Regions from separate parts of the Zea mays genome. Here all the other regions are linked to region 3. A link is a contact called in public Hi-C data. All regions are on one chromosome and are shown on one strand. The core of a region is the stretch at or near the end of the contact, and the rest is flanking DNA. Distances in the headings are between cores, read along the strand shown. Region 1 holds the start of LOC100127515 (ZCN4 protein). Region 2 holds the start of LOC100273767. Region 3 holds the start of LOC100284560.

Region 1 (3,107 bases), core at 159-2,658, 170 kb before region 3:
AAGAAATGGAAGAATGACATGAAGACAACTCAGCAGATAATAAATCATTCTTCTTCTTTGACCATAGAAATTTGGAAGATTGTCAATACCCTCGTCGAGAATGACAGTGCTATCAATGTAGAACTACCATATATATGCACCTCACATCTCTTTCTTTTATTATGAGCTTCTAAATCGTTGTTGGACGAGGAAATGAAACTTTGATATGTGGTAGTTCTAAATAATTGAACTTTAAAATATGAACTGCTCATTGTTTAGTGTTAGTAATTTTCAACGGTTTAATAATTACTCTAAAAAATTAAAACTTTAAATATATAAAACACCCATTGGTGGACTAAAACAATCTAATTAAATTCTATAATCACACTTTGTCCGTCGGAAATAACTAACACTAAGGTGCTGTTTGGTTGGGTGTAAGGAGTGGTAACGACAATGGAATCAGCAGCCGGTGTTATCCGGTGCAGAGTAATGATTACTGCCCTTTGTTTGGTTATTGTGGGCAGCGTTTTCTGTTTTTATGGTATTGGATGACGATAGGTGGGGAGTGGGAATGAGATTCTACAGGCTTATATCTGATAACGCTGTTATCAATTACGGAGTACACTAACCAAACTCTAAGGAACGGTATCAGCTATCCCAGGGAATGGTTACGGGTCTAAAATGGCTGAACCAAACAGCTCCTAAATCATATTGGTGGACGATGCGGGCGCATGGACGATGCGGGCGCTCGGTGGCGGGCATGGGCGCTGGCGCAATAGAGGGGGCGCGGGCGGGCGACGGGTGCGCATGGTGAAACGACGCGACGGCTTGTTGAGTGGCTCGATATAGGCCGGCGTCAGTCGTCAACAGAGAAAGCGAGTTGAAGAAAACGCGCGTGAGGCCGGGAGGAATGCGAATGGTGTTGGCTCGTCCATTTCCTAACTTATCCTATTTCTGAAGGCTTAAACAAAGACCGTCAGAAATTATCCGATGGTTATCAGACTAAACCATCGGACATAATATAATTTCTGAGGGCTTTGTCTGACAGTCATTGGAAATTATATTATTTTTGACAGCCACTATAGTCCGTCAAAAATTACATTACTTTTGACGGTCTCAAGGACAGCCGCTCGAAATAATTGTGGTCGTCGGATTTGCTGTAGTTCTATGTTGTGCTCCCTTGCAATTGCAAATCACTCTTGTAACTCTCTGAGAACAAAACATGTTTGACCAAAGCGGTTTGTGCATATGAGCCGGCAACGCATTACTTTAGCCACCGCCTTCTTATAAAGAGAAGAAGGGAACCAATGGTCGTCATGCATGTCCTTGTCGAACCTTTCGGGAATAATCGGATCCCAAGACCTTTTTGTATTGTGCCTGTGTTTTACGACAATGAGCCAATGATTCAGGCGAAAACGACGGGTCAAGAATGCTGTTGTTAATTATTCACGCTCCATTTCTCCCAGCCCGCGGCTGGCTATAAATAGAGGAATGCGTCGGCCACTGAGCCGCAAACCAAGACTGCTACGACCTCTCATATATATTATCAGAGCTTAGCCATGTCTAGAGCGTTGGAACCTCTGGTCGTCGGCAAGGTGATCGGGGAGGTCATCGACAACTTCAACCCCACGGTGAAGATGACGGTTACCTACGGATCCAACAAGCAGGTGTTCAACGGCCATGAGTTCTTTCCGTCTGCGGTTCTGTCCAAGCCGCGCGTGGAGGTTCAGGGCGACGACATGAGGTCCTTCTTCACGCTGGTTGGTTCCCTTGTTGATATCTCCTCAATTTCTCTCGCACAAAACTGAGATGCGATTGATCAGTTAATCTCTCTTAGCTTACGACGACAGGTGAGTGCATGCATCGTCGTCAGCTTAGGCCCTGTTCCAATATCGCGAGATAAACTTTAGCAGCTTTTTTTTAGCTACTTTTAGCCATTTGTAATCTAAACAAGAGAGCTAATGGTGGTAATTGAAACTAAACTTTAGCACTTCAATTCATATAGCTAAAGTTTAGCAGGAAGCTAAAGTTTATCCCGTGAGATTGAAACGGGGCCTTAATTAGGCCCGTAGTACTGTAACAAATTTCAGCTTTTGCAAGCTGATGATGCCGTTTGTTATTATATATATATTATTGTTGTTGTGTTCTTCAGGTCATGACTGACCCAGATGTGCCAGGGCCTAGTGATCCATACCTGAGAGAGCACATCCATTGGTGAGCGTAAACACCGGCCTGTTTTTTTCATTAATTAAGAGTAGTAAGAAAGAACCAATTGTACATAAAGGTTCAAGCGCATATATGACTAGCTAGTTGACTATAAGGATTACTAGAAGTGCTCCGCGCTAGCTGCTGCACAAATCATTCTAAAAAATGACTGAAGCAGCCAGGTGCACACAGCCACACACACGTATATATAATACGGTTACGCATGAAATATAGCTGACAAGAGAGTAAACTTTGGTCGACACCTCTTTACAGGATCGTCACCGACATTCCTGGAACAACTGATGCTTCTTTCGGTAAGCGCCCCTTCTTCAGTTCATCATCGATTTAATGTTAACGAACTAATTCTAGCTAGACAGGAGCTAATTAAAAATCGAGTCCGTACGCAATTACACATGGATGCAGGAAGGGAGTTGGTGATGTACGAGAGCCCGAAGCCGTACATCGGCATCCACAGGTTCGTCTTCGTGCTGTTCAAGCAGAGCAGCCGGCAGTCGGCGCGCCCGCCCTCGTCCGGCGGCGGCAGGGACTACTTCAACACCCGCCGCTTTGCCGCCGACAACAATCTTGGCCTCCCAGTTGCCGCGGTCTACTTCAACGCGCAGCGGGAGACTGCCGCGCGCCGCCGCTGATCGATCATCACCGCTACCTCTTCCCATGCATCTCCTTTCTCATCGCGTGCATGGCGCATGCAAAATTTATCGATCTATAGCTACTATATATGTGGCCTTTATTACTATTTCCTACAGTATGTGGCTATCGTCGTCAAATAAGAGCTTATGACACCTTTCAGCGAGAGCTAGCTAGCTGACCTGTCTCGATCGATCTGCTAGCAGTCTCTCTGTTCTTCGTTTTTTCGGTCAATAATCAATTAGAAGCTAGCCTCTCTAGCTGTGCATGAATGA
Region 2 (3,298 bases), core at 514-3,013, 250 kb before region 3:
CGGGCATGCCGTCGGCGACCGGGAAGAGGTGGCCGGCCGTCGGGAGCTCATGGTAGATGACCCATGGGAGCCTCTCGCTGATGTACCGCGACAGTTGAACCGGCACGTAGAGGTCCTCGACGCCGTGCCACAGGTACACCTTCACCTCGTCTTGGCCGCCGGCGAACGGGTTCTCCATCTCCAGCGGGCTCCAGTCCCACTTCCCGAAACCGACCATCATGTCGCGGTGGAGCGAGTCGTGCTCTCCCTGCTGTCTGACCTGCTTCTGAAGGGGAAGAAAAATAGAGCAGAGTTGGATTCAGAGATCATGATTTCAATAGCCTACGACGCCAATGGCCGCTTGCCTCATAGGTTCGCTTCTCGAACTTGTCAGCTACAAGCCTGTCCTCCTTGGATAGCATGGCAGGGTCGCCGTCCTTGACGCTGGATCCGCGGAACAGCTTCTGGGTGTTCCACCAGTGCGTCAGCCACGGCAGGTGGTGAGCGACCCAGACCGCGCGCTGGTCTTGCGGAAACTGCACGCGCCACGCCTCCTTGAACACGTCCGGCGGGAAGCCGGACCACCAGTAGTTGCCCACCGGGGCAAGAATCGCCACGCCGGCGAGCCTGGACCGATTCCAAGACGAAAACACATGACAGGGAAAAGCTCAAGTACTCTGTACTGACATTCAGTTGGCCTACTAGGCTAGCTATAGTAGCACCCACCTGTGCGGGATGTACTTGAGGCAGCTCCACATGATCTCGCCGCCCATGGAGAAGCCGATGAGATGGAACTTGGGGCCGAGCTGGAGATTGTCCGCCAGCTCCGCGATGTCAAGGGCGACGCTCTTCTCTGTCCGGGCCGGGTGGGCGTCGCTCTCGGCGTACCCGGGCCGGTCAAAGGACAGCAGGTAAATTCCCAGCTCTTCCAACAGCCCCTGCATGAGTTCATCACAAAGCCAAACACTTGAATCTTCTGAAAGTGAAAAGAAGAGTGACTGCGGTTACTGTGTCGAAGAAACTCATAGTAGTCACCTGGGAGACATTCAGCACGTCGTATCTACAGCAGTCGAAGCCGTGAACGAATATGATCTTGTACTTGGCCTTCTCCTTTGGGACGCCGGATTCCAGGTACGCCAAGTGCCGGCCGTCCTTGAGCCTTGTTCTGGGCGCCGTGACCGGAGGCCCGCCCGGCGTGCCGGGGATCTTAGACGGCGGCGGCTGAATCTGGCTGTACAGCAGCGCCGAGAAGGAGGCTAGCAGAGCGAGAGTCACCTTCTTGGCTGCGCCTGAGGAACGAGAAAACAGGCCACGGATTGAAATCATGTCAGTGGAACGCCGGCCGGGCAAGCGAATACACATGAGTGTTGACCGATACGATAGAGAGGGCAAAAACACAGTAGGAGAGGTGGAGTACCAGAGCGCGCCGCGGCGGGTGGTTCGCCCGTCTTGCCGAGCGCGGCATCGGAGCCGCGTGCGGAGCCTGCGACGTCCGTCCCTGCCATGGGCTGATGGGCTAGCTGCGTCCACGGTCCGGCGGCGGCCACTGAGCGGAAGGGGCTCGCCTCGGCTGCCTGTGCCTAGAACGCACGCGAACGCGCTTGACACACGAGATAGGGAGTTCGCGCTTGACACACAAGATAGGGACGGCTGACAGCCTGCCACTGCCACTGCCACTGCCGTCGCGGTCGCCGTCGCCGCTGCCGCTGCCGCCGAGCCCTCTTGCTCCCTTATAAAAAAATAATATAAACGTACACGAACGCGAGCGCTGCCGTTGGTCTCAATGGGACTACGGGGAGCAGCTTGAGCGCGAGATGAGGCCACGATGCCGCCAGCCCGCGACCGCACGAGCGTCCCATGCTCCCATCCCATCCAAAGGCGGCACACAGCACATGGGAAATGACATGGGTACTGCAAGAGTCAGCAATCCCTAGCGCTGTCACAGTCATATCCTCCTTAATTGCCATCCTTTGCTACCACTCCATGTCGACATGAATAGTTTCAGCAAAATGCAATTTCAATCATGAAATTCCCCTGCTATCATTTTTAGCAGAAATTTGCTTGAAGGGCTGTGGATGCTAAATTTTGGTCACATATTCTTTAACTTAATTTTGTTGCAACATACAAGTAAGTGCGATTTCTCAAAGAAACAACCTAGCTGGCGATTGAATGAGTTTATCTCACTGAAGGATTTTAAGTACGTATCAAAGTTCAAAGGTTTACCTTATCAAAGTCAAGTGCTGCATTGAGACCGAAGTCACAATCTATCACCATCAAAGATAAGCGCAGCATTGGGGCTGAAGTCACATTGCTATCAATGGCTCTCCCAAGATAGAGTATACTTAATTTTAGAGAGCTCGTGATTAGTATAATCCGATTCTATTAGGATTGCGTCTACAATGATTAGGATCTACAATGAATAAGGATTGGTTGTGGTTATATATTAGTATATGTCAGTGTTATGTACTAATATTTTACTCAGGATTGGTTTAAATTATTCGATGGCCAGTAATAATTTATGTCGGTGTGGTAATTGTTATACACTAATATTTTATTTAATAATCAATATTGATACTTTAGAAATAATTTATAAGATATTATAATATTTGTTCGACATCAGTTCATTCTATTGGAGTCCGTATATTTATAATAATATTACACATTTATATCGTTAATATAATATTAGTGTTACGGTGATATTTTTCACACGGATTTTTGCATATTATATGATGTTTATCATTTTGTATCTATGTTTTATACTGTTTTTAACTCATATGGCAACACACAGACACATACCCAGTACTCCTTAATTGCTATCCTTTTTTATTGATATGAATAAAAATTTAGTAGAAAATAGTAAAATACAATCTTGTGTCTTCTTTAATTGGTTATTTAAATATAGTCAAATTATACTTTGAATATCGTCTCACTAGCCAAAAATGAAAAACAAAACACAGATAAAATATAGAAAAGAAAAGATATAGAAAACAACTTGTATTTGATAACTCTCTGGTAACAATGCTTCTCGATAAGACTTATCTCGTCCAAGGCAAATAACACGCTATAAATCCTGGCCTCCAGCCAAAACACATGAACTTCCCTCACCGTGCCCGAGACAAATAACTTGTGTCATCCTCTCCTCTCCACAACACACGATTTCCATGGATTTACTAGAGCTAGAGCGGATGTACGCCTCTACGCCGTGGTTGTACAAGAAGACGACAAACTAGATTTTCAAAGTAACATCATGGCAGTTGCGAAGCACACAAGAGTCGAGCATGAGAAGGAGAGCGATCTAGGGATGGGTAGGCTGACGCTG
Region 3 (3,277 bases), core at 655-3,154:
TGCCGCCGCCGACGCCGTATGTGCCTACGCAGGTAGAGGAGGAATGCGAAGAGGCCGAGCAGCAGAGCGAGGCTGCGGACGAGACGGCGGCGGCGGCGGCGCCGGCGGTGGTCCCATCTCTTTCTTGGCCGCCCCTCCTGCGGTGACGGCAATGGCCGTGGCGGATGTTGGCGCGCGTCGGACGGTGGTGGTGCCTCCGGCCCGCACATCGTCTCGCTGCTCTTTGTTGGGCACTGTGCTGTTTGAATATGTTTATTAGGAGGGACTGAGGGAGGGTGGGAGCTGATTTCTTGCAGGATCGCGTGTGTCGCAGCTGTAAAGACGACTACGTGGTGCGTGCAGTGTTTTCTACTTTTCTTGCAGGCACAGTTAGGAATCGCGGTTCTTCAGGCCGGGAGTCCGGGCCTCCGATCCGGCCCATGAGCGTAGAGACACGAATCACCTTTTTCTCCCTTGAACGTAAAAGTTGTTGGAGTGATGAAACACGAGAACACCAGAGCAACACGGCATTTTTTCCAGTGTTGTCCACACGACTACAGCACAAGAGACGTCACAGTCTTATTAGGTCCCCCTGCCATACATAGAACCACTACTACTTTACTTCGCAGCAGCAGCTATATATATGTCAGCACGCACGTACACACAAGCAAAAACACTACACCGCCGGCCTCGTCAGTCGTCACTTCTTGCAGACCAGGCCAGTGCTGGCCTTGCCGCTGCCGCAGAGCGCGTCGGTCGGCTCCTCCACGGTGACGCCGCCCACGGGCCCGTGGTCCTCGCCAGCGAACCGCCCGACCTCGCAGCTGGTGTCGAAGATGCCGCCGTACACCTGGAACCTTCCGGCGCCGCCCATGACGGGGACCCTGGCGCCCGCGTCCACCCCGGCGGCGCTGACGTAGCCCGGGCGGTAGGTCTGGCCCAGCACGCCGTGCACGTCGGCGCTGAGGGCGTAGAACTTGAACGCCACGTTGAGGTGCGCGAGGCTGCCGTCCCCGGGGCGCAGGCCGTAGCCGTGGACCCTCGAGTCCTCGGCGGTCACCGGCACGGCGTTGGCCACGGCCCGGAACCGCCCGTCCAGGCGCACCACCACGCCGTTGGCGGGGCCCGTGCGGAACACGGACAGCGCGGGCGCCGCCGCGGGGCTCCAGCTGGCGCCGGCCACGGCGTCCAGCGCCACGGGCACCCCGTCGAAGGTGATGGCCAGCCGGTCCTCGGCGTCGTCCCAGACGGCCGTCCTCCGGACGCCCAGGTACAGCCGGTGCCCGCCGAACCGGATGCCCAGCGCCTGCACCCACGTGAAGTCCCGCGCCGGCGCGGCGGCGCGCGCGTCGTTGCGCTTGCCGATGAAGTGCGCGTTGATGTGCAGGTTGGCGTCCGACACCAGGCAGAAGTCGGCGTCGCGCCGGCCGTGGAACAGGAACTTGTTGCCGTCGCCTCCCACGAAGCGCGGGTCGTAGCACTCCGAGCCGGTCAGCTCGCACACTGCTCGATCAAAATCTTTGAGCAGGATTATATATATACTTGGGTTATGTAGATTGTAGAGTGTGCGTCGGCAATTGCTTACGGCAGACGAGCTTGCAGGACGGGCAGTGGACGTAGCAGGTGTCCCGGCAACCGCGGGGACACTGGCGCGCGAGGATGGAGCACGTGGGTTCCGACCCTTGCTGCCCATGGGTGCTGTTGTAACAGCTCACGTAGGTGGGGGGCGAGCCGGGGCTCATGTATACGGGGATCACATTGGGGTCTGACGAGATGGGGTTCTTCGGGTCCATCGGCTGGGCTCCCACTGCCGCGACGACGAGAAAGGAGGCGATCAGGGCCACGGCGGACCGCCGGACGGACGCCATCTCAGTTTGGGTGCCCGGCCGGAGATGGAGACGATGATGATAGTAGGTGAAGGCGGACGCGCTGATGTGACTGGCTGGCACTGTGTGTAGTAGGCCTCCTTTAAATAGTCGGCGGTGAGGGGGTGTGCTATGCGAACATCGTCTCTGACTAACGACAGTGTCGTTGGAACCAAGCATGGCTTTTTCATGGATCAAGTCTCGGCAAGTCAACTGTTCACCTGGATCACATGAAACGATTCCATGCTTGTCATGCCGGGGAAGAACGCAGGGCGAGAGTACGTACGTAGTCAGAAGACGGAACAAGTTGATGAAATCTAGCTGTTTGTTTCGATCTTGATACTAGTGTGGAGTAAGATCCTCTCCACGTTACCACAAACAGAATATACATGGTCAGCATCATCTGCAAAAGAGAATTTAACTGCCACGTTACCGCAAACAGAACATACATGGTTAGCATCATCTGCAAAGAGAAAATTTAGCTGTCCAGCTCATAAGGCAAAGGAACACGCAGCGCGGCACCGGTTCAGCCTTTTGAGTTTGCTAGCTCTGGTCATGTCATGCGAGTTCTCATTCAACAACATGGAAATGATGAACCATTTCAAAAGAAGGAAACGGGCGATGAACGAACAGCACAAGGGTAGAAGCCACCCAATCCAAATAGATATACCACGGTACATTTTTGTTGTCAACAAAAACCAGGTGTCTGGATGTAATTACCTTTGTAGTTCTAAAAAAACCATGGACATATAAAAGCTTGAGAAATACCACACCTCTTTATACCAAAGTCTGGCACACATCTTGTTCTAAAATCAAAGTTTACTGACACTACAGTTTCTCAAACCACAAACATCCAATACAGCCTCTTGTTTGGATGTACTTCTCGAAAAAGTGTGGTTCTATAAGCCAAAAAAGAGGCCACAACTTGTGAGTTACTAAGAACTCCAAATGACTGCACAGTTTTAATAAAACCATGGCTTTTATAAACTACCAAGATTTGTCATATCCAAACAGAGTTCGTCGCTTTTAAAAAACAACATATTTTACAAAACCCTAGCTTTATCCAATGCTACTTTGCATCCAAAGAGGACCAGATGCAAATGGAAACACATGAGTATGGCACAAACTTTAGGGGGAGTAGACCCTAGAGGTACATGTTGCAAACAAATTGTAGCTTTGTTAGCTGCTATCACATTGCTTCAGGCTTAGCCGCTTAGAATGCAACTTGCCTAACAAGTCATCCCATTTGGACCACACAGCTGGACCATCGTTGGAGTTTGCATATTGCACACAACACGTACTGTAAATCCACAATGTGCATAGGTAGAGTGTGTTAGCCAACTTACTCCACGAATATAGAAAACACAAACTGTCGTTAATTCCTGAAGGGAGCCTATGAAATAGCCAAAATCTAAATAGGCACTCGAACAATG

The links. Hi-C and Micro-C count contacts between places; a contact is called where the count stands out from the background.
Region 1: a contact with region 3 is called in a Hi-C map of tassel, with 5 times the contacts expected there. The contact joins the promoter of LOC100127515 here to the promoter of LOC100284560 in region 3. A contact is called at or near these places in 2 of 25 Hi-C or Micro-C datasets (ear and tassel).
Region 2: a contact with region 3 is called in a Hi-C map of ear, with 2.3 times the contacts expected there. The contact joins the promoter of LOC100273767 here to the promoter of LOC100284560 in region 3. A contact is called at or near these places in 4 of 25 Hi-C or Micro-C datasets (ear, leaf, root tip and 1 more).

Annotation. Positions count from the first base shown.
Region 1 is chr2:59,776,593-59,779,699 of Zm-B73-REFERENCE-NAM-5.0, forward strand. It overlaps LOC100127515 (ZCN4 protein), which reads left to right and starts at 1,409. Exons shown (of 4, transcript NM_001112772.1): 1 at 1,409-1,739; 2 at 2,132-2,193; 3 at 2,458-2,498; 4 at 2,608-3,083. The coding sequence starts at 1,539. The coding sequence ends at 2,834.
Region 2 is chr2:59,694,636-59,697,933 of Zm-B73-REFERENCE-NAM-5.0, forward strand. It overlaps LOC100273767, which reads right to left and starts at 1,764. Exons shown (of 4, transcript NM_001148171.1): 1 at 1,397-1,764; 2 at 1,015-1,268; 3 at 706-917; 4 at 1-606. The coding sequence starts at 1,484. The coding sequence ends at 306.
Region 3 is chr2:59,949,011-59,952,287 of Zm-B73-REFERENCE-NAM-5.0, forward strand. It overlaps LOC100284560, which reads right to left and starts at 1,905. Exons shown (of 2, transcript NM_001157455.2): 1 at 1,565-1,905; 2 at 472-1,482. The coding sequence starts at 1,847. The coding sequence ends at 680. LOC100191324 reads right to left here. Exons shown (of 8, transcript NM_001136758.1): 8 at 2,604-3,144.